2 separate regions of the Rattus norvegicus genome follow, and region 2 is linked to region 1. A link is a contact called in public Hi-C data. All regions are on one chromosome and are shown on one strand. The core of a region is the stretch at or near the end of the contact, and the rest is flanking DNA. Distances in the headings are between cores, read along the strand shown. Region 1 overlaps LOC103691599 (a long non-coding RNA gene). Region 2 has its middle 2.6 kb from the start of Gatb.

What was found. A called contact is a pair of places that touch in the nucleus more often than the background predicts.
Region 2: a Hi-C map of frontal cortex shows a contact between it and region 1, with 4 times the contacts expected there. The contact joins two enhancer-like sites. A contact is called at or near these places in 4 of 12 Hi-C or Micro-C datasets (the A7r5 cell line, frontal cortex, kidney and 1 more).

What each region holds. Positions count from the first base shown.
Region 1 is chr2:173,020,430-173,023,227 of GRCr8, forward strand. The region is part of intron 4 of LOC103691599 (a long non-coding RNA gene); the gene reads right to left. Among named protein-coding and RNA genes, the nearest start is that of Fdps-ps3, 72 kb to the right of the region's middle. Within about 2 kb of position 1,347, at least 18 of the 93 cell types and tissues checked have an H3K27ac peak or open chromatin away from gene starts, as enhancers often do.
Region 2 is chr2:173,224,557-173,227,354 of GRCr8, forward strand. No RefSeq gene overlaps it. Among named protein-coding and RNA genes, the nearest start is that of Gatb, 2.6 kb to the right of the region's middle. Within about 2 kb of position 1,400, at least 6 of the 93 cell types and tissues checked have an H3K27ac peak or open chromatin away from gene starts, as enhancers often do.

The sequences.
Region 1 (2,798 bases), core at 97-2,596:
GTGGCAGAAAGTCTGGGTCCATAGTTAAGGAGCAGAAAGGGCAGAAAGTGGGGCTGGGTGATAGAGTCTAAAGGGTCACCCCTAGTGACCCACTTATTCCAGCCAATCCCTACCTCCTAAAACCAGTGGCTCTCAACCCTCCTAACGCTGTGACTCTTCAATACGGTGCCTAATGTTGTGATGACTGTCAACTGTAAAATCACCTTCATTGCTGCTTCGTAACTGTAATTCTGCTACTGTTAGAGATTGCCATGGAAACATCTGGCATGCAGGGTATCTGATATGTGCCTGTGAAAGGGTCCTTTGATTACCCCACATGGGATGCAACTCACAGGTTGAGAACCACTATAGAAGTTCCCAACCTTCCCAAATAGCCCTACATGCTGGGACCAAATGTTCAGACACATGAGCCTATAGGGGGTATAGCAATTCAAACCACAATAGCGGGAAACACAGATACTCATACGTCAGCACACCACCACGTGTGGGGGAGCACATGTTCCCAAGTGGAGTGGGAATAAAAGAAAGGACAAATCCTTCCAAAAGGAGAGCTATGTTCCTGGCCAACCCTAAAGATCATCTCCTCTTGAGACAGAATTGAAGACCAAAGCTAAGGCAGCCCCTGAGGAGTCTGAAAAATTACTGTTTTCTGGAACCTTCTGGTTAGACCCTCCAGGTGACTCAAAGAGTAAGGTGAGAGACAGTGAATCATTGCTGGAGAGATGGGGTTGTTGGCAGGTAGGGTGTGAAAATAGCCTCCAGATTGGCAGCAGACCCATGCTGTCAGGAGAGCTGGCTCCCCTGCCACAGGGACACTTGGCTTCTCTTAATCTCGAGAGCTCCCTTCCTTCTGTATGCCCTCTTGATGATGCCCTCCCATGGTGAACAGCTGAGTACTGAAGGTGACTCACAAAAAGTGGGCGTTTCTCCTCACGAATGCCATCTTTGCTCTTGCAAAATTGCCATAAAATACTCCAGTACAGGCGAGCTAAGTAACCAGATCTGTGAGGTGTGTAACATCCCTGTCATGTAGGAATTAACTAGCCTACAAAAAACGAGCGAGGCCGGACGCCTCTTATGGGATAAAGCACACAGCTTAGAGCTTTGTGTTTTTTGTTTTTTGTTTTTTTCTTTATTGAGAAAGTCGGATGCTGAAAGCAGACTAAATGTGCTCATTCGATGTTATCTAAGTTCACCCCAGGCTCCCACCCCCTTGGTCACACTTCCACCACATCCACATTCTGGTCCACAGAGGAAGCCACAGGCCCTCTAAGGCTGAGTTCTCTGTGCATGCCATTTTATGATCACCCACCAAGGATTTCATTTCTTACCTACTGATGAGGGGACCTAGGGCAATGGGCTAGGGAGTATTCCTGAGGTGGTCACCACTGCAATGGGAGCATGCTTCTTGGCTGCCACTTCACTCTGCTCCAGAGTGACTGCCTGGTGAAATTTATCCTTCACTCTAGCAGGAACCCAAGGTGTGGGGCTTCCCATCGGGCTGCAGAGACTCTGAAGGGGAAGCCTGAGATAGGTGAGGAGAACTGCTGCTACCATGCTACCTGACAGCAGCAGCTCATCTCTAAGGAGAACAGAAGGTCATGAGGTGAGAGCCAAGGAGTGAGCACTGCACAGTGGGACAGGAGGAAGGGATGACAATGGGGAAGCCATTACAGTGTTCCAGTTAGAGGTGGCAGAATTCAGACTGGGATTGTAGAGACAGAGTCCAGAGACCTATGGGAAGGCTAGTGGCACTGGTGGACCTAGCAGAGCCCATGTTGATGAGAGGAAAGGATTCTTGGTGCCTCCTGGGTTCTGACCCAGCTACTAGAAGAGGATGAAAAGGAGCAGAGGAGGAAGAAGGGGCAAATCCCAATGGGTGCCGTAACATCACCATGGAGACTGGAAGCAGATGGGGACCACAGTTTAGTAAATGGGATGAACGTACCAGTGGAGCTCATGCAAGCAGAGGCCCCACTCTGCCTGAGACCGACACTTCCTACAGAATGGACAGGAAGAGTCAGCCATATTTACAGCAAGCGGGCTCTCAGTTTCGAGGTTTTATTGGCTAAGTCTGGATGGCCACAGAATCAAAGAATAGGAGACTTGAAAACTCTAGACAAGGCTTTTAAAGTTAGGGTGGATGCTAGATGATGTTTGAAATCTGCCTATGTGTTCCAGATTCTTCAGTTAACTAACACAATATGATTTCTCCTGTCGGTGACCCAAGAAAGAAAAGTATCATTCCTGGTGTTGGTGCTGTTGGGTGGTTCATGGCCCAAACCAGATCTCTTACAAACAGCATTGTCCAAAGAGTGTGAAGCAGGCTTCCGGTTGAAACCAGCCAGGTGGTTTCCTCAGATGGGACTGAGACACGGAACACTTACAAGACTCACCCTGGCGTGGCTCCCACTGTTAACTTGGTGTCAGATCCTAGGAATGGGTTTCTTAGCCCAGAGGGGCTTTTCTTTTCTTTTAACAGTTTCCCCCACCTTACGTGTCTGTGAGCAGGCGTGTGCTCTGAGCTCTGTGATGGTTTTATTTTAGATTTTCTGCATTCCTAACCTTCCTTTCTGCCCCCGTCTCTCTCCAGTCACAGGTGCTATAAAGTGACAAGAAATGTTTGAATCCATCCCAGCATACCCTGCAGGTCATTTCCTCGAGTACTGAGCTGGTTTTGTAAGCACTCCAATTACCGGGAGAGCCCCGTGTGCCCTGAGGCATATGGGCCAGCTAAGAGTCCAGTCCCTGTCCACACTGCAGGGTACATGACTTGTCAGAGTGGAAGGAACATCCCT
Region 2 (2,798 bases), core at 150-2,649, 200 kb after region 1:
ATTTCTTTGCCCCACAGCAATCTTCTAGAGAAAGTGACTGTTCCCTCCACATCAGTATTTTATCAGAAGCAAGACTTTAATGGGAAAATAAAAAGAAATGAATCCTGTTCTCCCAACTGCCCAGCAAGCATGTATTCCCAGTCTCTTGTTTTCCCCCCAGTGGCACGTCTCTGGATCTTAAAATGTAGGGCTTTTCTAAGACGAAACTCTGTGTTTAAAGAATGTCTTTTCAAAGACATGAACTACCTTTGTTCCAGTGTTTTTACTACATGCAGATGATCTTGTCAAGTTTTGTCACATGCCCATCATCTTAAATGAATTTTGTTTTCTTTTTATAGGGAATTTGAATTAACTTCACTACCAACCCTTCCTATCCACATGGCTGGAATTTCAACACTGGGCTTCTTTCCATAGCCAAAAAACAAGTAGAAAATAATAGCCAACTGAGAGATCAAACTCACTTCTGCATTACTAAGAAACACTGTGACAACACCCATCCAGCTTCCTGAGACCACAGTGGATGCTTTCTATATTCATCTGCTAGGTATTTTTAAAGCATTGCCTTTGTTTCCACAGGACAAACATAGTTAATTAAAGAAAAAGATTAGTTGGCATGGTTTTAAGATTTGCACATATATTCAAATAGACTTTGAGACACAGTGCCATGACAGCAGAAGCTATCTTTTTATTTTACTTGAAATTACAATGTTGCAATTAAAACTGTTTGCTTCTTCTTAAAAAGCAGAAACTTTGTGCCACTTGCATTATTCCCCTTACACTGTAACACATGGTGCTTGAAGAAGTTACAAATCTTAGCACAAAGTGCCTTTTCCTACCCCTCCCTAGCAAAATGAAGGATCATGGGAAGGGTCACAATTAAACACAACCTAGATGGGGGAGCGGTATTTGTGTTCAGAAAGCAATGTGTTTATATAGATACCAAATACAGAGGTGAACCAGGCCATTTCAACTCTGGCCATTCAAGACTTGCAAAAAAGACTAACCCAAACAAACTATCTTATTTAAGACATATTTCCTAACCAGTCTCATTTATAACTGAAAATCAGCTCTGGCTCAAATATCTTTTTTTTAAATTGATTGAATAACATTGGGAAGGAAAGAGCTGAGACACGCTCCTTGAAAAAATATGGTTAGAAACTCTGTCCTGCTACCTCCTGAGTGCCTGGAAAATGAGAATCTCTGTGTCTTCCAGATGACAGCCACCTTGTTGTGGATCCAAAATAGCTCTCTCAGCCAGAGAGCTGTCTGTCAGTAAGAGTTCTGATGGGTACATATTTGGCATTCAGAAAGAAGGCAAGAAATGGTCTTATGAAAGAAGATTAGCTAGAACTGCCCTCCCTGAAGAGCAAGGGGTAACTGGAAAACAGTGCCTCTCCTAGACCCCACCAAGAGATCAACAGGCATTTCTGGAAATGAGAGATAGTTTTGATAGAGAACAAAGTCAGAAAACGGGATGGTAAGTCCCTACTCCCACCATTAGCTTCCCTAGGCCTTCGAGAGGCCATGATTAGACATAAAATGTACCACACTGGAAGCTTCCCATTCGTTCAAAGAAGCAAATCCATTTACATGCATAGGTTTTGTCTCCCTCTAGTGGCAGGGTGGAGGCCTTTGAAGACGGAGAGAATGTGATTGTATAATGCTTTAGAAATCAGGCTGGGTTTCTATTGGATCTGGCTTTGTACAAAAATGTAGGCTATTCTTTGGGTGTCCTCACATTCTTGGGAAAAAAAAACTCTTCTAATACTCCCTGGGAGGTAGTGCAGTGTGTCCTAACTGTATTCAAGGGGCGGGGTAGAAGGCAGTCTTTCTCCTCTGTAGCCCTATTAAAGATGAAACAACATGGCATTCCCAAGCAATTTTACTGACCAGAAACTCACTCCAGGAGCTAAGAGAGAAGAAAAAGGAAACCCAACTACAGCTAGTATAGAAAACGTGGGGACACAGAAGAGAGATGCCAGTATATCAAGGACCGGAAGGATGAATGGAAGAAATTAGGAGATACATTTTGGAATGTTTGCCTCTGTGTTCCACGCACTTTCATCTTTTTCTTTAGTTATATGAAAGGATTTCTACTACCGCAATCCAGATTACTCATGGGAGGTAGATAAAAAAGTAAAAAAAAAAATAGAAACAGTAAATGACAATTACCTAAAATTATTTTTATATGTATATATGAGAGAGACATGTTTGGGGATTGTTGTGTGTGGGATCTGCAGAAAGCCAAAGATGGTGTCACAGCTTCTGGAGTTGGAGTTACAGAGAGGTGTGACTCCCTGGATATGGGCGCCGGGAAACAAATTTGGGTCCTCTGGAAGAGTTGAGAGTGCTCTTAACCACTGAATTATCTCTCCTGGCCAGTTTACAGGTTATATTTCCAAATGGAGGGACCATATTACATAATACCATAACTTCTTGTAAATAATAATGGAAACAAATCATAAGATGTAGCTGTCTAATCTGTAGGTTAGTGATCGATAACAGAAATGCATCTGTGTGAAATATGGAGAGTACGTATCTTTTCTTTCTCTATAGTTGGGCATCAGTGACTTCCACTGGATTACTTCGCTTGGAAATCTCCAAGGCAACCAAGCATTCACAAGTTTCCACAGAGAATAGGTTCGTTTTCTGGCTCCTTTTTACCTTATACTAGACACATAAGTCAGAAGCCCCAAAGTAATCCCCAACTCTCTATCAGGTCCCTCGATCTCATCTTACACATCTCCCAGAAATAGATGTTTTACTGTACCCTTTACCACTACCCCAATTTGTTATTT